Regions from separate parts of the Mus musculus genome. Here all the other regions are linked to region 3. A link is a contact called in public HiCAR-type, HiChIP or PLAC-seq and promoter capture Hi-C data. All regions are on one chromosome and are shown on one strand. Each heading gives the region's core, a stretch centred on a gene start, on an enhancer-like site or on the middle of the called end of the contact. The rest is flanking DNA. Distances are from core to core; before and after follow the strand shown. Region 1 overlaps Csmd1 (CUB and Sushi multiple domains 1). Region 2 overlaps Csmd1 (CUB and Sushi multiple domains 1). Region 3 holds the start of Csmd1 (CUB and Sushi multiple domains 1). Region 4 holds the start of Mcph1 (microcephaly, primary autosomal recessive 1). Region 5 overlaps Csmd1 (CUB and Sushi multiple domains 1). Region 6 holds the start of Angpt2 (angiopoietin 2). Region 7 overlaps Csmd1 (CUB and Sushi multiple domains 1).

The links. Promoter capture Hi-C pulls out the DNA fragments that hold promoters and counts their contacts. HiCAR-type assays count read pairs that join an accessible place to other places. HiChIP or PLAC-seq counts read pairs in DNA pulled down with a chosen protein or histone mark.
Region 1: a contact with region 3 is called in a promoter capture Hi-C map of second pharyngeal arch cranial neural crest, with 4 times the contacts expected there. The contact joins the enhancer-like site here to the promoter of Csmd1 in region 3. A contact is called at or near these places in 3 of 39 promoter capture datasets (embryonic stem cells, hippocampal neurons and second pharyngeal arch cranial neural crest), 1 of 484 Hi-C or Micro-C datasets (cerebellum), 2 of 115 datasets of contacts at active chromatin or transcription factors (embryonic forebrain and forebrain) and 1 of 9 other capture datasets (embryonic stem cells).
Region 2: a contact with region 3 is called in a promoter capture Hi-C map of hippocampal neurons, with 6 times the contacts expected there. The contact joins the enhancer-like site here to the promoter of Csmd1 in region 3. A contact is called at or near these places in 3 of 39 promoter capture datasets (embryonic stem cells, hippocampal neurons and pre-B cells), 1 of 484 Hi-C or Micro-C datasets (cerebellum) and 2 of 115 datasets of contacts at active chromatin or transcription factors (embryonic forebrain and forebrain).
Region 4: a contact with region 3 is called in an H3K27ac HiChIP or PLAC-seq map of embryonic stem cells, with 5 times the contacts expected there. The contact joins the promoter of Mcph1 here to the promoter of Csmd1 in region 3. A contact is called at or near these places in 4 of 39 promoter capture datasets (cranial neural crest, embryonic stem cells, maxillary cranial neural crest and 1 more), 1 of 484 Hi-C or Micro-C datasets (embryonic stem cells), 9 of 115 datasets of contacts at active chromatin or transcription factors (embryonic forebrain, embryonic stem cells, forebrain and 1 more) and 1 of 9 other capture datasets (embryonic stem cells).
Region 5: a HiCAR-type map of astrocytes shows a contact between it and region 3, with 4 times the contacts expected there. The contact joins the enhancer-like site here to the promoter of Csmd1 in region 3. A contact is called at or near these places in 2 of 39 promoter capture datasets (the 3T3-L1 cell line and hippocampal neurons), 2 of 484 Hi-C or Micro-C datasets (cerebellum and cerebral cortex) and 5 of 115 datasets of contacts at active chromatin or transcription factors (VIP interneurons, astrocytes, embryonic forebrain and 2 more).
Region 6: a promoter capture Hi-C map of embryonic stem cells shows a contact between it and region 3, with 3 times the contacts expected there. The contact joins the promoter of Angpt2 here to the promoter of Csmd1 in region 3. A contact is called at or near these places in 3 of 39 promoter capture datasets (embryonic stem cells, hippocampal neurons and liver).
Region 7: an H3K27ac HiChIP or PLAC-seq map of VIP interneurons shows a contact between it and region 3, with 17 times the contacts expected there. The contact joins the enhancer-like site here to the promoter of Csmd1 in region 3. A contact is called at or near these places in 4 of 39 promoter capture datasets (the 3T3-L1 cell line, the C10 cell line, hippocampal neurons and 1 more) and 3 of 115 datasets of contacts at active chromatin or transcription factors (VIP interneurons, embryonic forebrain and forebrain).

The regions. Positions count from the first base shown.
Region 1 is chr8:16,097,407-16,100,986 of GRCm38.p6, reverse strand. It overlaps Csmd1 (CUB and Sushi multiple domains 1), which reads left to right. Exons shown (of 70, transcript NM_053171.2): 27 at 1-32. Among named protein-coding and RNA genes, the nearest start is that of Mir3106, 70 kb to the left of the region's middle. Within about 2 kb of position 1,661, at least 4 of the 459 cell types and tissues checked have an H3K27ac peak or open chromatin away from gene starts, as enhancers often do. A contact at or near this core is called in second pharyngeal arch cranial neural crest, where this site is marked.
Region 2 is chr8:15,993,532-15,996,923 of GRCm38.p6, reverse strand. The region is part of intron 46 of Csmd1 (CUB and Sushi multiple domains 1); the gene reads left to right. Among named protein-coding and RNA genes, the nearest start is that of Gm46073, 62 kb to the right of the region's middle. Within about 2 kb of position 1,968, at least 8 of the 459 cell types and tissues checked have an H3K27ac peak or open chromatin away from gene starts, as enhancers often do. A contact at or near this core is called in hippocampal neurons, where this site is marked.
Region 3 is chr8:17,533,516-17,536,652 of GRCm38.p6, reverse strand. Csmd1 (CUB and Sushi multiple domains 1) reads left to right here and starts at 1,268. Exons shown (of 70, transcript NM_053171.2): 1 at 1,268-1,763. The coding sequence starts at 1,679.
Region 4 is chr8:18,593,547-18,596,816 of GRCm38.p6, reverse strand. It overlaps Mcph1 (microcephaly, primary autosomal recessive 1), which reads right to left and starts at 1,686. Exons shown (of 14, transcript NM_173189.3): 1 at 1,182-1,686. The coding sequence starts at 1,221.
Region 5 is chr8:15,919,764-15,922,975 of GRCm38.p6, reverse strand. It overlaps Csmd1 (CUB and Sushi multiple domains 1), which reads left to right. Exons shown (of 70, transcript NM_053171.2): 58 at 1,071-1,247; 59 at 1,763-1,942. Among named protein-coding and RNA genes, the nearest start is that of Gm46073, 12 kb to the left of the region's middle. Within about 2 kb of position 1,700, at least 12 of the 459 cell types and tissues checked have an H3K27ac peak or open chromatin away from gene starts, as enhancers often do. A contact at or near this core is called in VIP interneurons and astrocytes, where this site is marked.
Region 6 is chr8:18,739,970-18,743,106 of GRCm38.p6, reverse strand. Angpt2 (angiopoietin 2) reads left to right here and starts at 1,545. Exons shown (of 9, transcript NM_007426.4): 1 at 1,545-2,116. The coding sequence starts at 1,829. The region is part of intron 12 of Mcph1 (microcephaly, primary autosomal recessive 1); the gene reads right to left.
Region 7 is chr8:15,945,641-15,949,227 of GRCm38.p6, reverse strand. The region is part of intron 51 of Csmd1 (CUB and Sushi multiple domains 1); the gene reads left to right. Among named protein-coding and RNA genes, the nearest start is that of Gm46073, 14 kb to the right of the region's middle. Within about 2 kb of position 1,432, at least 16 of the 459 cell types and tissues checked have an H3K27ac peak or open chromatin away from gene starts, as enhancers often do. A contact at or near this core is called in VIP interneurons, forebrain and hippocampal neurons, where this site is marked.

The DNA of each region.
Region 1 (3,580 bases), core at 412-2,911, 1.4 Mb after region 3:
CTTCTGGCAGCCAGATCCTCCTTCGTGCATAGGTACTGGGCCCAGGGAATGGAAATGTCATGCTGAGAAATGGATGCAGTCAATGCATGCTTCAAATCTGCCTGCCAACCTTTGGTTTCCTTAGGAGGACTTCCAGGAGCTTCCTAAATGGCCTCGGGCTCTCTGAGACAATGCAGACATTTTATTGCACACCTTTATTTTATTAGATGAAATAAAGGATGTGCTTTCTTTAATGTACAGTAATTGACATTTATCTAACATTTTCCTGTCCTTAACAGTTCTTATGTAAATATATATCAACCAATCCAAACTTAAAATTTTACGTGGCGTAAAACTTATAAGCCTACCACTGCTGGCCATATGTTTAATATAAAACACACCTTCAAGCAAAACCTACTACTGAAAAGCACTTTCTCTTTTCAGAAGTATTTTTTTAATAACATCTGTAAATTTTAGACAGAATCCTGAAAAACAGATATTGCCCTTGGAGATAATGAAAATAAATAATAAAATTATGTAAAACACTAATTAAAATTCTCCATCCAACTTATTAATATAGTAACAAATGGCTTTGCCAGCTCTGGTCTTAATAGATATCTAAGATGATCTTCAAAAATGTGATTTTAGGTAAATAGATTTTTTTCATCTAAAACAGGAATTACATGTAAATTGCCCTTCATTCTGTTAAACATTTTAACATAAAATGTCTATTTAGAGTATTTAATTGTAATTTCAAATGAAATTTAACTAAATGTTATTTTTTTAACAAACTATTTGGCTTAGTTGGTACTTCTAGATATTCTGCTTGAAAAAATATGGAATTTAATTGATCTGTGACAAAAGGCTATGGCAGAGAAGTGAGGGACTCTCTCAGGGTCTTGAAGCCAGATGAAATTCAAGAGCTCTGTTATTAGCATCTGGCCTCCAGGAAAGCCAGCCCTGTTTAGCCATCTCTGTATCTTCATAATCCCTCAGCTGTGAGCACAGTCAGCCTTTTGACGCTCACTCCATTAACAGGAGGCTTGTGATGCTTTGGGTATTTTTCAGAATTTTGCAGCTGTCATTGTGGATATCTTTTTTTCCTTGGTGAAGCTCCCTGCAAATGGAGCTTCTCTTCCTGCCTTTTATTGCTCAGCTGTATTGTATGTGTGTGTCTATGTAATATGTATATGTCTATATATATGTTTAGATGTGTATCTATGTAATATGTATATTTCTATATGTGTGTGGTATCTGTGTTGTATGTGTATTATGTGTGTGTTGTATGTGTGTCTCTGTGCCCATATTTTTGTGTGCCTATGTCATGGTCATTGTGTGTTATACATTGCTGTGTGTGCATATGTGTTCTATGTGTATCTATGTTGTTTAAAATGAAGGTTTAATTTTCTTCCATTTTATATTTTTAATCTCATGAAGGAGGAAACCCTTAAAAAGCAACATTAAATTAACCTCTTAAGGGCAATTTATCCTTTCTACATTCAAGACGTAATTGTAAAATTTGACCACTTTCCTAGCTACTCCACAGCCTTTGACATAACTATATATTACTTACCTAATTTGAGCAAGAACTAAAAATCCCTTAGCTCATCACAAAGCACTCATTGTCCTTCTTGGCTTCAAACTGCATTTCCAAGAACAGATGGAAATCATTTGCAGCAATTGAATAGCCAAGTATTTGAGGGACTAGACATACCTACGTGCATAGATGTCGTCTGACAGGAAGAGCGATGCTGTCTCTTCATTACACTGTGAGTTTCACTTTTCAGAAGTGAGGGTTGTGGCCCCTGCAGCATATTGCTTAACTAGACTCGCACCCACATAAATCCTTTACTCAACAGACAACATTTGTAAACTGTGGTTTCTTATTAGGAAAATAATTTGTGTTTATTACAGGTGTTTTATAAACTATGATGAACAAGAAGTGAGGAAAGCTGTTGTCTCTTTACCTAGAGATAGTTGCTATTAACATAAACTACACCAATAAAATTCATAAGCATGCATATGTATTTTGATTCACAATAATTTTAAACATGTCCTGCCTGAATGCTAACTTAACAATACAAGGTGTCTGGGTGCTATTTTATGTTATCCACCAGATTTTTAGTGGCTGTGAGGTGTCTCTGAGCACAGCTTCTTTCTTATGATGCCAGCGACACTGTCTAGTATCTCATAAGTTCAGCCTAGCAGTGCTAGGACTGTTATTTTTGTACAAGCGAGCAGTGAATTTCCCACTTATGAAGTCAACGTGACAAAACACAGATGACTGTAGAGGAGTGATGTATTTCTTCTTACTTCTCTCTCTAAGACACTCCCCCCAAATCTATCTGAACATTATTCTCTCTGACCAGAAGAACACAACTTAGGATCATGTTTTTTAACCTTATGGTCTGAGCAGGAAGACATACTGTCTTTTTGTTTTCATTTACATCTTAGGTTAGACATGGGTCTGAGCCTTATCTTTCCATTTGATGACTGGCTATGGGATTTGTGCATTCTAGACTGGCCAGCTAACTTCCTATCCCTTTTCTTCATCATCAATATGCTCTGCTTTCTTTTTGTGTAGTGGCTCTCTCAACACCCACCAGTTCCCCATGACACATATTTTCCAACATTTGCTGTTAATTTCCTCAAAATCTGATCCCTCTTCTTTTTCTTTCTGAAGGCCCCATGAAAATGGAACTTCTAACTTGGACTTTCAATCTTGAGTTCTCTCTCTCTCTCTCTCTTTCTTCCTGTGTGTGTATGTGTGTGGGTATGTGGGTATTGCACGTGTGTTTCAGTATCTGTCTTTGTGTATGTGTCTTTGTATGCTGTATGGTGTGTGTGCATGAGTGTGTTAGGTGTTATATGTATATGCATACATGTGTGTTGGATATATATATATATACACACATACATGTACATGTATATGTATGTGTCTGCATGTTATATGTATGTGTAGGTAGATAGCTATAGACATGTATTATGATTGTGCTTACCCATTTGTGTGTGTACATGTGGATCCTAGGAGTCAACGTCAGTTGTCTCCTTTAACCATCTTACTTTTGAGTCTCTCTCTGAGGATGGAGCTCACATGTTTGGCTAGACAGGCTCAATAGCAAGTCCTGAAGTCCATGTATCTCCACCCTCCCACATCATCACTATGGTTACAGTTACTCATGGCCCATGCTCAGCTTTATACATGAGTACTGGGGGAACAAATTTGGGTTCTCATCCTAGCACAGTGTGCACTTTATCTTTGAGCCCATTCCTCAGCAATATGGCTGAGTCTTAAGGGATGAAGTCTCCACAGTAACTTTGATCATTGGAATAGTGCACCCACCCTGTCCCTCAAAACCCTCCAGTTTTGCTTTGCTTGGTCTCTTTTGCTAGAGTCCAAATTCTATAGAGCTCTAAAAAGTATCCACATATCATCAATCTGCACATCCTATTTGATGGCTGGAGATGGCCCTGACCCTCAGGATGACTCTTTAAAGCCTCAGTGTCTCACACCATGGTGCAAGTGCTCCAGGGTTTTGTGAAGAGATGTTGGTTGTCTCATTAGAGTAGAGTGCTGTGCGCCAGCTGGGTGGAGTGGGAG
Region 2 (3,392 bases), core at 719-3,218, 1.5 Mb after region 3:
AAAATAAAAAAAGGAAACAATGAATAAAGCTCCAGGTGCAGAAAAGGGCACATGGCACTCAAGAAGGAGGAGCAGGCTGCCCTCTGGGTACTTTACAGAAGAGGTGCAAAGAGAGCTGGCACCCCCAGAGCCTGGTTTTTAAGAGGTCTTGAATGACAAGTGACTTCATCCTACAGATCACTAGGAAGGAACTCATAATAGTTTTCAGAAAACGCATTAAAAATAGACCTGGGTCAGCAAGATAGCTCAGTGTGTATGGGTACTTGTCACCAAGCATGGCCACCTGAGTTTATTCCCTGAGGACCCAATCTCAGTCTTTGTCCTCTGACCTCCACATGAATGCAGTGGCACATCTTTCACCTTCCTTCTTTCCCTCCCTCCCTCTCTCTTACTCTCTAACACACACAAATGAAAACATTTTTAAAACTTAAAAACATATATCTGGATAGGTTGTCCTTTAATCCCAGCATCTAGAAGGCAGAAGCAGGCAGATCTTTAGGTGTTGTCTACATAAAGAAATCAGTCTAAAAGGCAAAACAAGACAAATAGAAACATAACTGGACATCATTCACTAAAGGGCATCCAAATCTTTTTGCCCCTGTGGAGGGGGCAGGAGGGCACACAGGAGGGGAATAATTCCAGTGTTCTTCCCACATGCCCACCCTCAGCCCCCTACAGGCTTCAAGTGTCAGAGCCTCCCATTTTATTAGGCTCCTCCTAGTTTCCATAGTTATCCCACACTACAGGTGTTTTTATGGATTAATATTATTGGAACAGTGTGTCACAATGTAGTCCTGGTTGCTTGAAACTCACTATTGAGACCAGGCTAGCCTTAAGTCCACTAAAATCTTCCTGCCTCAGCCTATAGAATGCTGGGATTAGAAATGTGTACTCCCATGCCTGGCAGGAGGTAATATTTTTATTTTTTGTTTTAATTTTTTTTTCCTAAGGGTTACTCTATGTCACCCTGGATATCCTGGAATTCCTATGTAGACCACACTGCTTCTGACTGCCTCTGTCTCTAGAATGCTAGCATTAAAGATGAACACTCCACACCCAACTAAGAGTTAATTTTAATGACTAGTAAGCCAAATTCAAGTTCTTAAGCCTAGGTTATTTTGGCTGATGATCTGCAAGATGTGTTAAATGATGTACTACATGATTTTCAGCCTCATAGCTGATTTTTCATTTAAAAAAATAATAACATGCCATGTGTCTACCTAAAGGAACTAGGACCAGTTACCAGCGAACTCCTTTACAAGGTATCTCTGATGGTCCTTCTCTGTAGTAGTTTCCTCAAATGTCTCTTGAGGTGCACAGGGCATTAAAGTTATCACTTCTGGAGAACTGAGAAATTGAGCTTCAAGAGAAAGGTGAAACCTTCATGCTAGCTGGGTTGCTCCTGGCAACAGTTTATAGCAGCCTCCAGGAAGGAGTAAGTTCCCAGAAAACAGCAGGGCAGACAGGAAGAAACAAAAACACTTGGGCTCATTGGGAAACATGTTCAAATATATTTTTAAAATAATATTTGTGCCTGAAAATAATAGCGTTAAGTGTTAAAGAAACTTGATAAATATGGCTTTGCTTGTATTTTCATTTCATCCTCTCTACTAAGCAAAGGAGACCATTTTAAGAATAGAAGAAATGACTCTATTTAGGGCTGCTTCTGATTTGGATAGCTGCTCTGTGCTGCAGCCCTGGAGGTGACAATGGCTTTCCAGGTGGCATTCAGCAACTCATTGCAAAGTTTCCTACTTCCAGATGGTCTGAAGTTCAGTGTCATTTAAAACTCTAGCTGCAGTGGTAAGATATACAAGGTGGAAGGATGGCTGAATGTTTCCCCAGTGAAACTGAGAACAGAGTCTTCTTGCTAGCACCTGCCTGTTGAGAACAGGAGAGTACATAGCCAGGACATTTTCAGTTTCTATAATACCTCTGCCCATATGGCACCTTCTATTTAAGAAAGACATTTACATCTGCCATATCTCACTTCACTCTGAGGGGTAGCTGTTTCAACCGTCTATTTATAGCAGAGATGGTATAAGTGTTGGCTCTCATTGCCACATGGAAGCAAGTCTGTGGGATCCCTGGAACTCTATTTTCAAGCCCACGCAGGTGTGCACAGACAGAAGACTCAACCTACGTGATGTGTTCTTTTTAAAAATGCCAGCATGCCCAACCTGCAATTGGCAGAGTAAATCTTGCAACGTGATGTTGTCGCTGGATGAATGGGTTTCCATCTTAGTGAGCACACAGACAAAATGTACAACAGAAGCTAAAACTGTGGAGCGGTTTGTTGCCTACAGGGAGGGAGGAGAACAGTGGGAGTATTTCCAAAGCAAAGCTCTCTCTGGAAATAAAAAGGTATCGTGGTTGAGTTTTATTGTGGGAACCTATTTCTACTCCCATAGGGAAGCATTGGAGGCAAGGGTGCCTTCCTCTGCAATCCTAGTACAGTTGTACATTGTGGAGCACTTTGAGGTCCCAGTTTAAGAAGAAAGATGGAAGGCAAATAATTAGGTATGCTTGTCTCAAAGCAATGGAGTATTGTTTAGAGGTTTAGCAAAGAGACGCAGCTCTGCTGAGCATTCTGGGTTCCACATTACACTGAACAGAGTTTTCTCTAAGTTGCACAGAAGAATAAAGCAGAGAGCTCACTGGCCAAGCTGATTCTTTCAATTTTCTCAGATGACATGACAAGGCAAGGGTTTCTCCATTTTATTTGCCTCTTTTCTGTCATTGTGAAGAAAAGAAAAAGTAAAACCGATAAAAATCACCTCATGGAATAAAGTGTATTTTGACTAAATGACTCCAGGGAGATAAATGGCTATCATGGCAAGGAGTCAGAACAGCAGGAACAAGAAATGGAGAGATCACATCTTTTACAGCAAACACAAAGAAACAACAGAAATGGGAAGTGGGGTGTGGCTATGTACTCTCAAAGCGCTCCCCCAGTGACATATGTCCTCCAACAAGTTGTACCTGCTGAGCCTCTGGAAACAACATCATCACTGTGGACCAAGGGTTCAATTTCTGAACCTACAACAACATTTCTCATTGAAACCACTATACCTGAAAGGTGCCAGCCCCATTTGGTGGCTAACAATGTCATTACCATCACTGCCGGGGAAATAGGACTTTAGACTGAATTCTGTCATTGACTTCAGTTTAGAACTATTTTCAGAGATATTAACTAGTTTGTACTGTGGATATTTTAGGACTTTGATCTCAAAACATTTTAAATGGTCCTGTGATAAATTTAATTGCTTATGTTTTTGTCTAAAAGTCTACTGAGGTTTAAAGTATGCTTCAGCTAGACTATCCAAATGAATGGGGAACCTTCAAGACAATATTTAGGAATGACACATCTTATAAGCTTTCCCCACCTGTTT
Region 3 (3,137 bases), core at 19-2,518:
TTTTTTTTTTTTTTTCTGGGGAGCTCCAATCTCCAGGAGAAGGATTCTAGGCTGGATAAAGTCTCTGGTTACTCTTGGAAGGTAAGGTACAGCCGGTGACTCTACATTTTTGGAGTCACTCTCATGCCCTCACGTCATCCGTGGGCTTCAGGGAGCAAGAAAGCTCTAGAACACTAAACTTGAGTGGCACACCGTGACTCTGCCCCTAACAGTGGGCACAATGCTGGTGCGATGATGTGGCCATCAGCCTGCCTCCACACACCATCCTCATTCCTTGGTGTGAACAACTCACAGTCAGCATGGGATGAATGTTCCCATGCTGGGGGCCTGAGATGTCCATCCCTGGCCCCTTCCATCCTATCCTCTAGAACTCCCGAATCCTTTCTAAGAATGGAGCATCTGTGAACTCTAGCCTTCACCTGGTTTGGATTTTTTCAATTAACCTACAGCCTTTTTCTAGTAGTTTACTCTGTGTGCACTCACTGGCTGCAGTAGACCTGCTTTTAGGAACTTCCTTCTGATCCCTCTTGCAGGAATGCTGGATGTGATGCTGGGGTTCACTACACTTTTGTCAATTCTCCTGCTCTCACAACCAGAACAGGGTGGCAGCCCAGTTGGGTTGTTTAGATTCATTTTGTTTCCCACATAGAGCTGGGCTTGCAATGAGGGTAACACTAACAGGACTAAACAGGAGCAGAACAGGAACCTGTCAGAGGCTCATCATAGTTGCAGACAGTCACCTTTTCAAAGGTAATTTATAATTTCTTTTAAAAGCACCATTTTGCTCCCAGTTTCAGTCACAGCTGGGCCCATTCTCTTCCCCCACCTGCATTTCTTTCCTAACTTAGGCAGAGGTCTTCTTCTGGTCAGTAGAGAAAGAGAAGGATGGAGGCTGGCCTCTGCCTGCCCCCACAGAGCCCTCGGGCTCGCTCGCGTGGCCAATTGTATGGTTTTTCCCCGGTGCGCAGCGTGGGCTTCTCCCACTTGAGCGCCCAACAAGTCTCCGTGCTCCAGCCTGCGCGCAGCCGCGCCAGAGACTGAACGCTGCGCTGCCTGCGGGAGCACTAGCAGGGGCCTGAAAGCCCGAGGCCAGGCTGAGTCCCGGACTGCGCGGTGCCAGCCTCCTTCCCCTCTCGGTGGGTAGGATGGTTGAGTCCAGCCACCACGGCAGCGGCTCCTTGCGCCTCTAGCAGCCTGTCTTCGGCGCTCGCTCCCCGCCTTCCTCCCGCTCCAGCCCTGCTCCCCCCTCCCCCCGCGCCCCTCCCGCACCTCCCACTCGCTGGCTCTCTCTCCAGCTGCCTCCGCTCCAGGTTGCTCCCGGTTGCGCGCGCTCCTCTCCCGCCTCGCCCCCTCCCGCAGCCTCGCCGCCTTGGTGCCTTCCTGCCCGGCTCGGCCGGCGCTCGTCCCCGGCCCCGGCAGCCCCGGGGCTGCGCTCGCTCAGAGCATCTTCAGCCCCGCAGTGGCTCGGACCCGATGCTACGGGAGCGGAGCGAGCCGGGCGCGCAGAGCTGCGGGAGGCGTCAGATGCGCGGCCGGGCTGGGGACCCGGAGCTCTTGCCAGCTCGCCTTGCCCTTTGGTGATTACCGGACTCTGTTTAGAGCCCGGTTGTTCCTCGGAGGAGACCGGCGCATCCGAGAGGAGCCATCCGTGTCGTGTGCGTGTGGAATATCTGCAGACATGACTGCGTGGAGGAAATTCAAGTCGCTGCTCCTGCCTCTGGTGCTGGCGGTTCTGTGCGCGGGGCTCCTCACTGCAGCTAAGGGTAAGACAGGCTAGCTCGGTACCGGGGAGACGGCCGAACCCTCGGAGGCCCGGTTTGCGAACGCGAGTGTCTGATCTGAGGATTGTAAGGGACCAAGCGGCAGGCACCGACCGGGTGGCTGTCCACCAGCGACGCTAGGGAACGCAGCGCCCGATACCGAGCTTCCATCGCGTTCTTCCCACCCCTCATCTGCCCCCGCCCCACCCCCGCCCTTCCTTCCCCCTCACTTGGGCTTAAACGACATTTCTCTCTGTGCTGTGTACTGTGGGTTGTCAAGGAGAAGAGAGCCCGACACGAGTTGGGCAGAGAACTGCGCCTTGGCTCCTGGCGCTTGGTGGGCTTGGCGGGTCGCAGGCTGGGGTAGTTCCCACGACTTCTCCCCGGACCCAGCGCACCTGGGAAACATACTGGGCACCGTCAGCCTGGCAAGTTCAAGCTCGCCGGGCTCCTGTGCCATCAGAGAGAGCTCCTAGCTGAGTGGTGTTCCCATAGCCTTACACCTCCTCTCACCCCATTCCTATGCTTCCCCTCCAAGGTACTCAAACTAGCTGTCTCTGGGATGTCGCCTCCTCTTTCCTTCCCTGGACTTTGCTTTTTTGCAAGTTGTGATATCTGGCAAGGTGGGTGAAGCCAGTGGGGAGTTCTGGTCAGGTTTCCCTAGCAGATCAATTCTCTGTGGGTGCAGAGGCAACCCCTGTCAAAGTCTGATCAACCAAAGGAAAGGGCTATTTCTGTATGGTTCCTGGGGCTTTTTTGTCTCAGAGAATTTGGCTTTCTCCTTGAAAGGAGTTAGGGGATGTTTTCTCCTAAGTCTCTACAAGCTGCAACCTTCGGGCTGGTAACAGCTCCTGTGCGCTAGGTTTAGTCTATGGGAAGGAGGAGGAAAGAGAGGAGGAAGGGGGGAGAAGGAGAGAGAGAGAGAGGGAGAGAGAGAGAGAGAGAGAGAGAGAGAGAGAGAGAGAGAGAGAGAGAGAGAGAGAGAGAGGATTGATTTCACATTGGCAAGTACCTGCTCCCATTTCTTCACTCTCTCATATGCTCCTGGTGCTACTGGGTGTCAGGTTCCCAGTTTCCTTCCTCACACTACTGGGCAAATCTGTATCTGTATCTTTATAGACAGACTGCTTTTCTTTTTAAAGGATGGAACCAAGTCTTACGACTTTTTCCCCCCTTTTGAATCATTTGTCCCCTCTTTTCCTCAGAAGAAATTTCCCTTTCCTCTCTAAGACTACCCCAGCTGCTATTCCCCTAGTGGTTCAAATTCAAGGGTGATTAAGAAGCCACAGAGGACTCTGTGATCTCCATCCAACTCCACACCGGCCTGGAGAGAGCAGAGGATTGCCTGAGGGCTCCAGGTGGGGGAAAATTCGGCCT
Region 4 (3,270 bases), core at 437-2,936, 1.1 Mb before region 3:
AAGTTTCCTATTACGTGAAGATTTCTTATTACGAATCTATTCAAAACATCATCCTTGCCATTTTGGTAGTATTTTAAATCTTCCTCATCCAGGAAGATTTATAATTATCCTGGATTATGCTTTCTGTAAAGAAACAGATATAGTAATCATTCCAGGCTTTCTGGCCCAGACTATCTTCCAATAACACGATTCTATGGCCATAGCATAGTCAAGCTAATACAGTTCAGTTCTAATAAATTATTTATATGAAGTTGGGTATCTTAGCACATAGTGATTATAAAGTAGAGGCAAGAGTTCTACGCCAAAGCATGTGGTGGTGGTGTATCCCTTTAAAACCAGTATTTGAGAGGCAGAGGTAGGCAGATCTCTGAGGTCAGCCTGGTCTACAGACTGAGACAGAGTTTCCAGGTCCAGGAAGGCTAGAGCCACAAGAGAAACTTTGTTACACAAGCAAGCCCACACCCCCACCCCACACCCCCAAACCAAATTAAAAAACAGAGATAAGTCAGCCTCAGCTACATAGCAAGTTGGAGGCAAACTTGCTTTCTAAAATAATAAATAAAAATTTAAATATATATACACATATATGATATAAATATAATAAACACATAGCTATAATAAATATAATATATAAATATATAAAATATATTTATACTTGGAATCTCCTCACCCAGGGTCCCATGTTCTGAGCACGTGTTAGCACGACAAAAATACAACAACAACAAAAAAAAAGGTGAGCTCCACAAGTGTCAGGCAGCTCTACTCAGGTAGGACCCTCCAGAGGCCATCACACTATTACCAAATTCTTACTTTTCCTGATCCCACAACTGCAGAGGCCATAGAGGCAAGAGGATCCCAGAAAGCTAAGACAGGAGCCTATCCTCCCGCCAGCTCTCCAGGGCTCAGCCTGCACCGGGGTGGGGTGGGGGGATTGGGGAACACATAGGGGTCGATGAAGGTCACAGGGTGAATGTATGTGGGGTGTCCACACAGGTGGTCGGGATCCTGAGTGAGGGGACTCCGGGTGTGAGGGAACCTAGGATGTGAGAGGACCTCGGGCGTAGGGAGCCCTGAGATGGGATGGGACCTGGCCTGGGAGCCGATCCCGGCGGCCCAGGCAAGACAACCAGGCGCTGGGAGCCTAGACCCCAGCCCCCTCCCTACTGGGCGTGTCTCCTCACCTTTCAGAAAGGCGCCCCCAACGCCTCCCGAGGCCTCCATGACCCGACCAGCTTGAAGCTGCGGGACCGAGCGTGCGCCGGCAGGAAGGCAGAGGGGTGCGCATGCGCAGGCCGTGCCCCCTGGGCTCGCCGCGTCAGGCTTAGGGGTGTGTGTGTGTGTGCGCAAGGGCTCCGGGTTCCCTTCCCTCGCCGAGAGCGCCCGGCTCAGTGACACACGACAGCCGAGACCTGATCGCTCACGGGCGGCCCTGAAGCTCTCCGGCGACCTGGCAGGAGTCAGCCCGCCGCACCGCGGCTTCAGGGCGCAGGTCAGCGCCGCGGTCGCTTGTCCCCGCAGGGTTCGCTCGTCCTCGTTGCGCAGCGCTCGGTGACCGGGGAGGGGACCCACCCGTGGGCCCTGCCTCAGCCCTGCACCCTGGAGCGCGAGCGGGACTGCTGCAGCGTCCGCGGGCCCTCTGGGTCTTCAAACCTCCCGCCCGCGAGTCTGCGAGGGGGCGGGTCGGACGCGGGCCCGCCTCCCCGCGCAAGGGCTGCCGGGAGAGGGAGGAGGACGGAGCCGCCTAGGGAGGACGGAAGCCAGGGAGTGCCTGCTCTTCTGTAGATAACAGTATCCTTTCGTCGCCTTAAGCGCCGGGCGTTAAAAACAAAAACAAAAAAACCACCCAACTGGTTTGGACAGACAGGTTGTTTTGGGTTTTGTATTTATTTGTTACACGTGTGAGTACTTTGCCTGCTTGTACATATTTGCACCACGTGCGTGCCTGGTGCCAGTGGAGGTCACTAGAGGGCGTCAGATCCAATTACACATGGTTATGTGCCACCATAAGGGAGCCAGGGACCAAATTCGGGTCCTCTGCTAGAGCAAATGTTCTTAACCACTGAGCCATCTCCTTAGCTCCTGGTTGGGTGTTTAGAGAGATGGCCTTGGTTTCTAGCTCACAACACTCAGCCCTTCTCCCGACTCAGCCTTCCCCAAGAGCTAGGATTACAGACTGGCCCAGCAATTTGGCTTTAAAAAAAAAAAAAAAAGATAATTTATATAGATATACACACACATATACATATATATATATTTCAAAATTATTTTAAATGTACATATTAAAATATATAATATATATAATTTTAAAAAGCCAAATTCCGAGTGATGAGCTGTTAATGGGAATTCACGAATTGAAGCATCTTCACTAACACAGTGGGAGAGCTTTCACTAGGCAGTGCAAAGAGAAACTCAAGACAAAATGGCTGCTTAAGGTGCCCAGTAACATACCACAGTGTCTGCTGGCCTCCAGGCTTACGTGGTACCTGTGGCTCCTTTTAGCGTTTCTCAACCCACCTCCTGCTCTAAACTTCTCCAGCTCTTGGGCTTCAGTTCCCCAAGCTTCTCATTCCTATATAACCCCGCCATTTCAGGCTGGTACTTAGTCCTACTGACCCTCTCTCTCTCCCCCCTCCCCTCCCCCTGCTCCTCCCCCTTTCCCTACCCCACCCTCTGTCCTCTCTTTTGCTTTTCTCTCTTCTCTTCCACCTTTCTTCCCAGTGCCCACTCCTCTCATGGCCTGACCTACCCTGCTGGCCAAGTCCGATAGAGAGCTTTCTCTCCCTTCTGTGGACTTTTCCAGATGCCTCAGGCTGAACTCTCCCTCCGATCTAAATAACCCTCCCCTCGGCTGTATGCTCTCACTTTATACAGGCAGTAAGAGCAGGACTAGGATTCCTGAGAAGGGAACACAGAATCAGAACCATGGCTTGGTTCTCAGACTTCCTTATTTGGCTATCTTAGGTGAACCGGCATCTTATCTCCTCTTACTGTTGGGACCCTTTGGGTTCTCTAACCTTTCACTTAGATTCCCTGCCACTCAGCATGACTGACTCCACTTTGGTTTGATCAGCTTTGCTGGATGGACATGGTGTGCAAACTTAGTCCAAAGCAAGGGCCTCCCAGAATCTTTTGTTGAATCACTACTAATAGGTTTTTCTCTGCCAGAAAAAAAAAAAAAAAAAAAAGCCAATTCAAACCAAATTAAGAAGTTTAAAAAAAAAATGTAGGTTTATTTGGGAATGGGCTCCTGGGAAAGTTCACTAGGCTCAG
Region 5 (3,212 bases), core at 451-2,950, 1.6 Mb after region 3:
ATTGAATGATTATTGATTAGTTATGACTGACATGGGCACTGATATGAGTGCTTTGTATTTGTTTTACAAAAAGGAATCAACTCAACTCTAGCTTATGTGTATATTCTACATGAAGTAAGAACTAACAGCTCTCTTCCATGTGTGATGAGAAACGCATCTTTCTTTGTTCTCCGGACTAGCTTTGAAAGTGGACCAACTAAATATGCGAGAATATTTTCAAATATGATGACCACTTTCAGGGAGTTTCATGCTGTAGTCTCCTTGTTACTACCCAGTAGTTGTCTCATGACTTACTGTCTTCTCTGGCAATTCATTGTAACAGGGTTGAGGTAAAAAACAATTATTCTGATAACTGTCTCAAATAAATATGACAAAAATCTTAAACACTGAAGCCATCATTATGGTCTGACCCAGGAGACGGCTATGCTTCTCCTGTGTGCTGACTAAGGTGCACACAGTGAGTGAGAGTCCTGCCAGTTGCATTGAGCACCGTTAACTGAAGTTTCAGTGCCTATAGGGGACATTTAAGATACTTGTGAGAGTAATGCAAAATGAAGGCACATGTCAATCAATTATTCATCTGTGGGTTGATTCATAACACATGGGAGACAACATTCTAATAGGTATAGTCATCTATATTTCTGAGATATTCTCTAAATCCCAAGTGAACTCTCCTGGGGACATAACATATGGCTTTATTTTTTTCCAGATTTCCCACAAATAAAGAATGCTATGAAGGAAGCTGTGCTTGAACTCTAATACCGTATAGTACTTTTTAAAGTTCATGATAACTCTACCTTGCTTTAAAAAGTATGTTCAAGCTTAGAGAAGCAAAGCTTTGGGTTTTGGATGCTTTACATCGTATTTTGATCAGAAAGATGTGAAAGTATAGTTTTAAGTTTTGTAACCAATCACAAATAAATCTGAGGGTCAGGTAAGACAAATTCTGAACTGATCCCATACACACATCCCCACATTCCTGTAAGGAACCCACCCTCATTGGCATCCCCCCTTTTAAGCTTCCACCCTAGCTTACTCCCTTGCGGGCTACTGTCTTTGCTTCCTGACAGCCGTGTCCTGCGGAAACCCAGGCACGCCGACCAACGGGATGATCCTCAGCAGTGATGGGATCCTCTTCTCCAGCTCTGTCATCTATGCCTGCTGGGAAGGCTACAAGACGTCGGGGCTCATGACTCGGCACTGCACGGCCAATGGGACGTGGACAGGCACAGCTCCTGACTGCACAAGTCAGTACATGCCCATCTGGAGGGGCTGGAAGCTAGCCAGTTGAAGGAGACAGTGGAATTTTCAAATTTATTAAATCTTTTTAAAAAAAATCATGCAGAATAAAGTATAACATAAGTTGGATGAGATGCTCTGTTTTTTAGACGCTTTAAGATTCTTTAAGCATCTTTAACTTACACAATGAAAGTATGGAAAATTAGGCTATGTAATGAAGGAAGAACCAAAGAGACTCTAGACCACCTAGTTTAAAAAGAAATAAGCTACTTTGTACTTGTCCATAGCTATAGGTGTATCCTGATCAGGCACGGCCAGGGGTGACAGCCTTACTGCCACCTATTAATAGAGCAGCAATTAACAATTCCAAACACAGCCACTTGGCAGCAGCTCTGTGGAATCTGTGCCCTGTGGCTGGTCACCTCTCAGTTCCGCACTGTATCCCAGAAGAGTGCTCACACAGTTTGGTTCCTGTCACGGTAATTTGCATCTCTCTGCTTCTTTCCTGTCAACTACCTCTTAGTCATCAGCTGTGGGGATCCTGGCACACTGCCCAATGGCATCCAGTTTGGGACAGACTTCACTTTCAACAAGACCGTGAGCTATCAGTGCAACCCCGGCTACCTAATGGAGCCCCCAACATCACCCACCATCCGCTGCACCAAAGATGGCACATGGAATCAGAGCCGGCCCCTCTGCAAAGGTGTGTGTGTGTGCACCACCATTTGTTAGGCATTGTGGATGGGTTTAGAAGTCTTTATGGGACTGGGCCAGATTCACTTTGTGTTTACAAAGCTGTTTCAGCAGCCAGGAATCCCAGGAATTCTTCTCAACCCATTTATAAATATCCACTCATTTAGTTTTCCTGAGTCGTTGCTAAAAGTTTTATAAATGAGAAACTGAGTCAGGGGCAGCTACAGTGAAGGCTCAAGATTAGAATCCCTGAGTAGAGACGGTGCAGTCCAGATGACTCATTCTGTCCCTAGAGCAATGGTTCTCAATTCTAACGCCGCTATCTTTTAATCCAGCTCCTCATGTTGCAGTGACCCCCAACCATGAAATTATTTTCATTGCCACTTCATAAGTATAATTTTTCTACCATTATGAATCATAGTGTAAATACCTATGTTTTCCTATCGTCTTAAGAAACCTATGTGGAAAGGGTTGTTTGACCCCCATTTGAGGTCTCTGCCCACAGGGTGAGAACCTCTGCTAAAGAGGGGGTGTTTGTTCTGAGGTTCAGATATAAAGACAGAAGATGGTGACACACTGAGAAGGCTCAGGGAGGCTTGTGGCTTATACAGCATGATGCTCAGGGAAGGAGCAGGCTCTAGCTAGACTGGGTGGGATTGGTTGATGCAGTCACAGGGAAGCTAGGCTGGGAGACTCCTCTGAACACCAGGGATCTTCATGGTCAGCATTTCTCATAATCAGAAGATGAAGCATGCCAGTCGCTGAGTTCTCCTATTGACTGACCCAGAATGGGACCAGAGGGGAAAGAAAGGCCGGTGCTAGGAAGCTGTGGTAGTCATGCATAAGCATGTGTCATTTTCCTCATCTGATAGGAACAAGTGCATAAGAGTGGGAGCTGGGGCACTGAGAAAGCCTCTGGAAAGGCACTGTCTTTTGGGTCTCTGAAGGACTTACAGACTTCTGAATTTGCTGTGGGGCTCCCTGAGTCCTTGGTGACTACAACTCTTGTTTAGTCCCCCCTCTGCCAGGACATGCTATTGGATCTCCTTTGTTCTTGCTGACCTGACTGTTTCGTACTCTCTTTATTTCACCAGTGACTCAGCATCATGTTTGCTTTGTAACGGGCACCAACGAATGTGTAATGACACTCTCTAGTGGATTAGACAGGTCCAGGTCAAAGGTTCACAGTGGAAATTGCTGATACCGCATTCTGGATGCTTCTCCTGACTGTGTCCCTTTAAGCAACACCTATCATACTCATGGGTGGAGCCAGAATCCTT
Region 6 (3,137 bases), core at 296-2,795, 1.2 Mb before region 3:
CACTCAGACTGAAGTTGAGGCCTGCCTGCTCTTTCTGAGGGGTTCTGACTGCGGGGGTTAGCACTCGTGAGCCCTGTTTCATCTCTCAGGAATCAGACTGCTCCCCACCCCCAGCTAATTGTCCAGAGCATGAGCTGTGGCCTTTCTGCGCCACAGAACTTGGTAGTAGTCTCTGAGCCTATGTGTCCCTTCAATGGAGTGGGAGGCTCATGGTGTCTTTAAGAAGGGTGTGTCTTCACTGATGGCAAAATATGGTTCATCAGTTCTCAGAGATACAGGAAGAGCTAAATATCACTTATTGCCTGGTGAAAAATATAGACATGTTCTTTTCCAAGTTCATGGACCCTGTAGATCTTGGGGTAAAAAACCAAAACATAACCCTCTTCTGTTGCCAACTCGGGAGCCAGTCTGCTACAGGATGCATTTAAAAAAGATTCAGTTAGTTCTCTTCCAAACAGACTCTGTGAAAAACAACATTCCCCATGCAGATTCTAGATTCACCTATGATCTAAAATCATGACTCTCCTAGCCTCCAGAAGCCGAGGATGTGTAACACAGAGTTGCCCTGGGGTTTCTGGAGGCGGACGTGGTCCTTTGAGTCAGGGATGCTGGAGTCTTCCCAGTACCGATCTCTGCAGCATTAACTTCTAGTCATGAAGGGGTGGTGACTCTGGACCAGCAGAGCCACAGAGCTGGAAGTGTTTTAGAAGTCAGTGCAGCCCCCAGCTTTTATGGCCAGGGGCTTTTGAACTTAATTAAAAGGGGAAAGTGATTTGCCTGAGCCCACTGACTGGGACTAATTTAATCAGGAACATGCCACAGAGTGATGAGCCCGAGGAAACCCTGATACAGTGAAGGAAAAGGTGTATGTTTGTTTCCTCTCGACATACTTCACTCAAATATCTATTGTTACTTAACAGACAATTAATCAGGCCAAACTACTTTAAGTTTTATTTGTATAGTATTTTGTGTTAAGGCACAGACATGTGAGTGCTGAGAAAACTGATGTTGGTAACTTGATTTAATAATATCAAACTGGGTTAAAATAAAAAAAAATGTGCATAACTTAAAAAAAAAACCAAATACCAACAAGACTTTACTTCCCCTTGGAAAAGCACATTTACAAGGGCTGATCTTAGCCTTTATATTTACAATAAAGAAAATAAACCAAGGTCCCGATATAGCTGTAATTTTATTCCTAAAAGAACAGAAACTTTCACTATGCTTTAAAATTAAAGTGATTACCTCAGATACTCTGCAAGCTTAGCCTACAAACGAGCAGACAGACAACAGAGCCCCAGCTACTCTCTAGGAAATAATTAGGGTGGTGCCTCTGACATGCCCAGGGGTCTTGTGGCTGGTCTGTGTTCCCAGAAGGCTTCTGCAGTACACAGTCCTTTGGGGCAGTAAGCACTATGCTCTGATTTTTCCTGTTGCCTGGCTAGTGACCCCCTACAGGAAGATAGTGGGTGAGCCAGGGGGCGGAGCGGCTGGCTGCACATGTCTGGCTGCTCTTATCAACTTATCATATAAGGGAAGGAAAGTGATTGATTCGGATACTGACACTGTAGACTCAGGGGAGAAACAAAGAGTCCGTGCAGACCTCTGGAGTGAGCAGGGCTGCTCCTTCCTCTCAGGACAGCTCCGAGTGTGCCGGGGAGAAGAGAAGAGAAGAGACAGGCACTGGGAAAGAGCCTGCTGCGGGACGGAGAAGGCTCTCACTGATGGACTTATTCACACGGCACAGCCCTGTGCCTTAGACAGCAGCTGAGAGCTCAGGACGCAAGTTTGCTGAACTCACAGTTTAGAACCCAAAAAGAGAGAGAGAATGTGGCAGATCATTTTCCTAACTTTTGGCTGGGATCTTGTCTTGGCCTCAGCCTACAGTAACTTTAGGAAGAGCGTGGACAGCACAGGCAGAAGGCAGTACCAGGTCCAGAACGGACCCTGCAGCTACACGTTCCTGCTGCCGGAGACCGACAGCTGCCGATCTTCCTCCAGCCCCTACATGTCCAATGCCGTGCAGAGGGATGCACCCCTCGACTACGACGACTCAGTGCAAAGGCTGCAGGTGCTGGAGAACATTCTAGAGAACAACACACAGTGGCTGATGAAGGTAGGAAGGTGGGCTGGCTCTGGTGAGCAAGAACTAATAGCCCTGGCTTTATCAGGGACTGGGGCTGCGGAGGTGGGCTGCAAACATCCTCTTTTGTGCTGCCCTGCAGCAAAGCAGTCACAGAGAGAAGAGCCACAGAGGGGTTGTCTGAAAAGAATGCCAGAATCTGGTCAGAAAACCCCCTGAACTTAGGAATCTTTGCTAGCCAAGCAGAGGAAGTGCGCTTCTCTGCAGATCGCGCGTGCTGTTTTGTTTGAGTAGCTGAGACTAAGTGACACCCATTACCAGGATCTTCTCAGCGGGTTGTAGGCATGTGAGGGAGGCTGTGAACAAGACAGCACGGAGCCAGGAAAAACGTGACAATCACGTTAATTACGGATACTTAACGGATGGAGTCAAGTGCTTTACCAATTTCCTGAATTTCTTTACGAAAATAGATTATGACTCTTGGTAAAAGAGAGGAAATTAAATAAAGCCAACCTTGTGTTCTCAGAGTCTCAGGGCTGCGCTGTGAAGGGGCTGCCATCTGGAAATGGCACCGTGTTTCCCAAGTGTCCCGGAGACACTGCAGGCAGACCCCCGTTCAGTTCCAGAGACAGGCTCTGAGCTTGTCCCCACGTGGGACTGCTATGCTCGTGCCACGCCGGGCGGGCTGAGAGGGTCTGACAGTTTGTTCTTGGGGCTGCGACGACTGCTCTGTTTCATGGCCTTTTTATAGACCGTAACCAAAATAAGACACTGAAAGGGTCTGTTTTGCTTTCACAAATGATTGTTTTCTACAAAACCTCAAATGACCCCGGAGTATTCTTTATGTGAACCATATGTATTCCACAGGAAGTTTAAACAAAGAATGTAGATAGTAGATGAATCGTTACACATTGTGACAATGACATCACATGCTCACAAGGAAATAGTTTAAAGTCATATAAATCTTTTAAAATCCTGTGGACTTCATTTAGTACGTCTTCCCAGAAAGACATAATTTGCTTTTCTCAGATGTCACCAGAATCTCTTGGTTTGA
Region 7 (3,587 bases), core at 183-2,682, 1.6 Mb after region 3:
TAACCCAGAGGAGATACAGACCCTCAACCACCCCCAGTACATCACGGCTCCCTGAGTACAGCTAAGTTCTCCAGCTTCTTGGGGTTGGGGCTGGGGTGGGGGTTGACATTATCACTCCAAGAGGTTCTAAGGTCTCAGGGTCCCTGTGGGTCCACAGCACAGGAGAAGGAAATCTTCCCATTGGAGTCTTCCCTCTGCAGACAAAGTACCCACACAATGGGGAATCCAGCATCCTTTCTCTCACACTTCATATTGTTTATATTTAAAAGCAAGAGACATGTCTGCTGTGGAGATCCATGAAGCAGAAATCTTTACGTTTTAAATTTTATGTATACACAAAAAGCCAAACTAGACCTTTAAAAATGTATACAGAGAACATCACGCATGTTCCCTGTTGCCTAACTATTAATTCCAAGTTTTCTGAAAGCAGGTCTTCACCCAACTGAGCTGTAGTGTGGCCGCTGTGGTTTCTGGTTGCTAGCCAGAGCCATGTATGGACTGATGGCTAAACACAACAGCAGAGGTCTGTCCACAAAAATCAGCACAGGCATTCCATTCTCCTGCTTGAGGACCACTGTTACTCTATTATTAGAGTGGACATTGTAGACCTTGACTTGAAAACGAGAGACTCATAAGTAGCTCTAGTATCTGCTCACTGCTGTACAAGCAACTGATTCTGTCAAGCACATCCTCATTGTGGATGAGGCCTTCAGACTTACACCCAACTACAGATCATAGGTGTCATCCTGTAGGTCTCACATAGTACCTCAGGCTATAGTCCATACTACTCCTTCATGTGTTTACAACCATCTCTGTGCATGTCCTGCCTCTTCTCACACCCAGCAGAGTGTAGAGCTCTTGCTTTCTCATGGTTACCATGTGCTGCACACGATTGTGGAGCCCTATTGACTATAGCAGTAGAAAGCATCAATATCGAAGATTGTTTATAAGGGTTCGTGCGGCTGACAGGAACGCTGCCCTGGTGGTATGAGAAAACAGGTGCCATCAGACTACTGCTTCAAAGTAGATCTCCCTGTGAATTTTAGAGGGAAGGAAAAAGAAGCTTGCCTCTGAGGAGTGGCTTGTCACCCACCGCTATGGTATGAAAATAGCATTCAGAGAGCCCTCACAGGGTATCCTCTGGGTACCCTCAACTTAGCACCTTTGCTGTGCAAAGACACCACATGGGTTCTGAGAGAGCTGTGAATTGTGAGTGTGGCCATGTTTTGAGTGGTAGGGGAAAAGCACAGCTAATGAATCCATTTTTGGAGACCAGGAGGGAGGCTAGCATAGAGATAGGCTTTCTCCTTGTTTTGTGACAAGGTTATTTTTAGTGCTGATGGACTCCCCAATTAGGCTCTTCCAAGTTGCTCTGCCACCCTTACTAATGAGCAGGGTTTGCAGCCAAGAGAAACTCTAGGCTTAGAATCCCATTATCCAGCTGCCCATAAGCTCAGTGGTTGTTCTGTTAGTTGCTTGTGATCTAATGAGCCTCATTAGAGGATAGACTTTAAATAGTCTCCTCACTGGGATGTGTGAGCCAAGGCTGAGAGGATAGAATCCTATGAGCATCTTCACTCTGCTCTTTCGATAAAGGTCTGCAGAGCTCTCAGCTAGGAAACTGGTCCAGCCTTGTCATTGAACATATCCCCGATAAGCACTGAAGTTTCAACATGAATTGCTAAATATCACAGTTCAAGGTAGGGTTCACACAGTGTTTGGGAAAAGGCTTAGAGAAAAGTTCACAGCAAATTATAAAAACCTAAATCCCTCTTGAATCCATTGACATTTGATATGGTACATGCTAGCAAATTACTGAAAGCTCACACTTGCCACTGTGAAGGTTTTAGCTTAGCAGTCTCTCAGACACCAAGAAATGTGGAGGCTCTCTCAGCACAGATTTTTGTCTGGAGGTAGTCTCCTGATTCCGGGCAAGTGACCCCTATAGATCATATCTAGCAAACAGGTATGCCTGTTTACAGAGTGGGAGTCACACCTTGTACTCAGAGAAGCCGAACTAAGGGGTGGGTGATTTCAAGAGTACACTCATATCATTTTTTCTTCCTCTGACATTGTGCTAGATTTTTGTTTTTATTCACAGTGATTAAAAACCCAAGAAAACAGTTTTTGAGCAATCTTATTTTATAATTTGAGACACGGTCTCACCCAGGGATGCTGGGACTTTATGGTAGTTGTCTATCTTCAGCCTCCAATATGGTGGATGGGATTATGGACAAGAGTCACACTACCTGGAAGAGAAAAGCAATTTTGAAAAGGGACAATTTCTATTGGGTGATAATTGCAGGGGTTCCCATGGGTCTGTGTGGCTTGTACACATGGATTGCTTTGTTTCTGAATGTGATGAGACCTTACAGAGAAGGACAAAGAAGAAAGTTGTTCATCCAAGGTTGCCAGAAAGCAGAAAGAAATAGAAGAGGGTCATGCGTAAGGAAGGTGTATCTTTAAAAGTACCCTCTCTCTAACCAGGCTCACTCTCCCTAGTCTCTATAACATTTCAACAGTTTGTTATGACATTTAGTCCATCAATTGATTCATTCTAGGATGAGGTCAAAGTCCTCATGGTCCACTCACATGACAATCATTGGACTGGGGTCCAAGTCATCAATGCACCAGCCCTCTAGGGTCAAGGCCATTGTGGTTTACATGGGAGATTGTATACAGACTTGTTGTTTGAATACTTAGGTCCCAGCTGGTGAAACTGTTTGGGAGTTTGTGTAGCCTTTAGAAATCATGGCCTTATTGCAGAAAGTAGAGAGTAGACCCCTCATTGGAGGGGTCAAGCCTTGAAGGGTTCATGTCTCTTTCTGCTTTCTTGTTAGTTGGGTAAGTGGGGAGCAGGATGCCTCAGGCTCCTGACACATTCATGGGAGCAGTAACCACTGCTTTCAACAGCACCATGCCTTTCCCACCAGGAAATTGCAAGCTAAAAAAAACCTCTTTCCTGTAAGGCGCTTCGTTAAGGTATCATGTCACAGCAATGCGAAAAACAACTAAGATACTGGCTGCCTTGTTGACTCGGTTTCTTAAATAGTCTTCAGCATTGACTCCCACTACATTCTGTCATCCTCAGTCCCATCAGACACCAGAGACTGAGGAGGTTGGCCATGCTCACCTAGAGGAGCAAAGAACTTCCCTCATGATTGTGTTCTCTTCCCATCTCTTGCATGTTTATTGTAGATGGGACCTCTGTCTTTTTGTCACTTCCTGGCATGACCTTGTCCTGCACATGTCATTGCTTAGTAAGTGATCTGAACATTTATTTTCTCTTGGGTAGCTTTTCTAAGACTTACAATCTTGTTTAACACTTGTGAACCTCTGTTGGTTAGTCCACCTTGAAGGATTTAGGATTTTTCTTCCTACTACAAGATTCAATAGGTTTTGCTCTCAAGTATTTATGCATCTGAGATACAAACACGTGGGTATCACTAGTATTTCTACTGTGGGTGACGATTAATTTACCTCCAGGAATGGACTAATTTCAAGTCATACAAACTATGTCACATCATATCTCAGATGCCAAGGATACTCTTAGGTCCTACCAATAACTGGAAAGAAATGATCTAGGT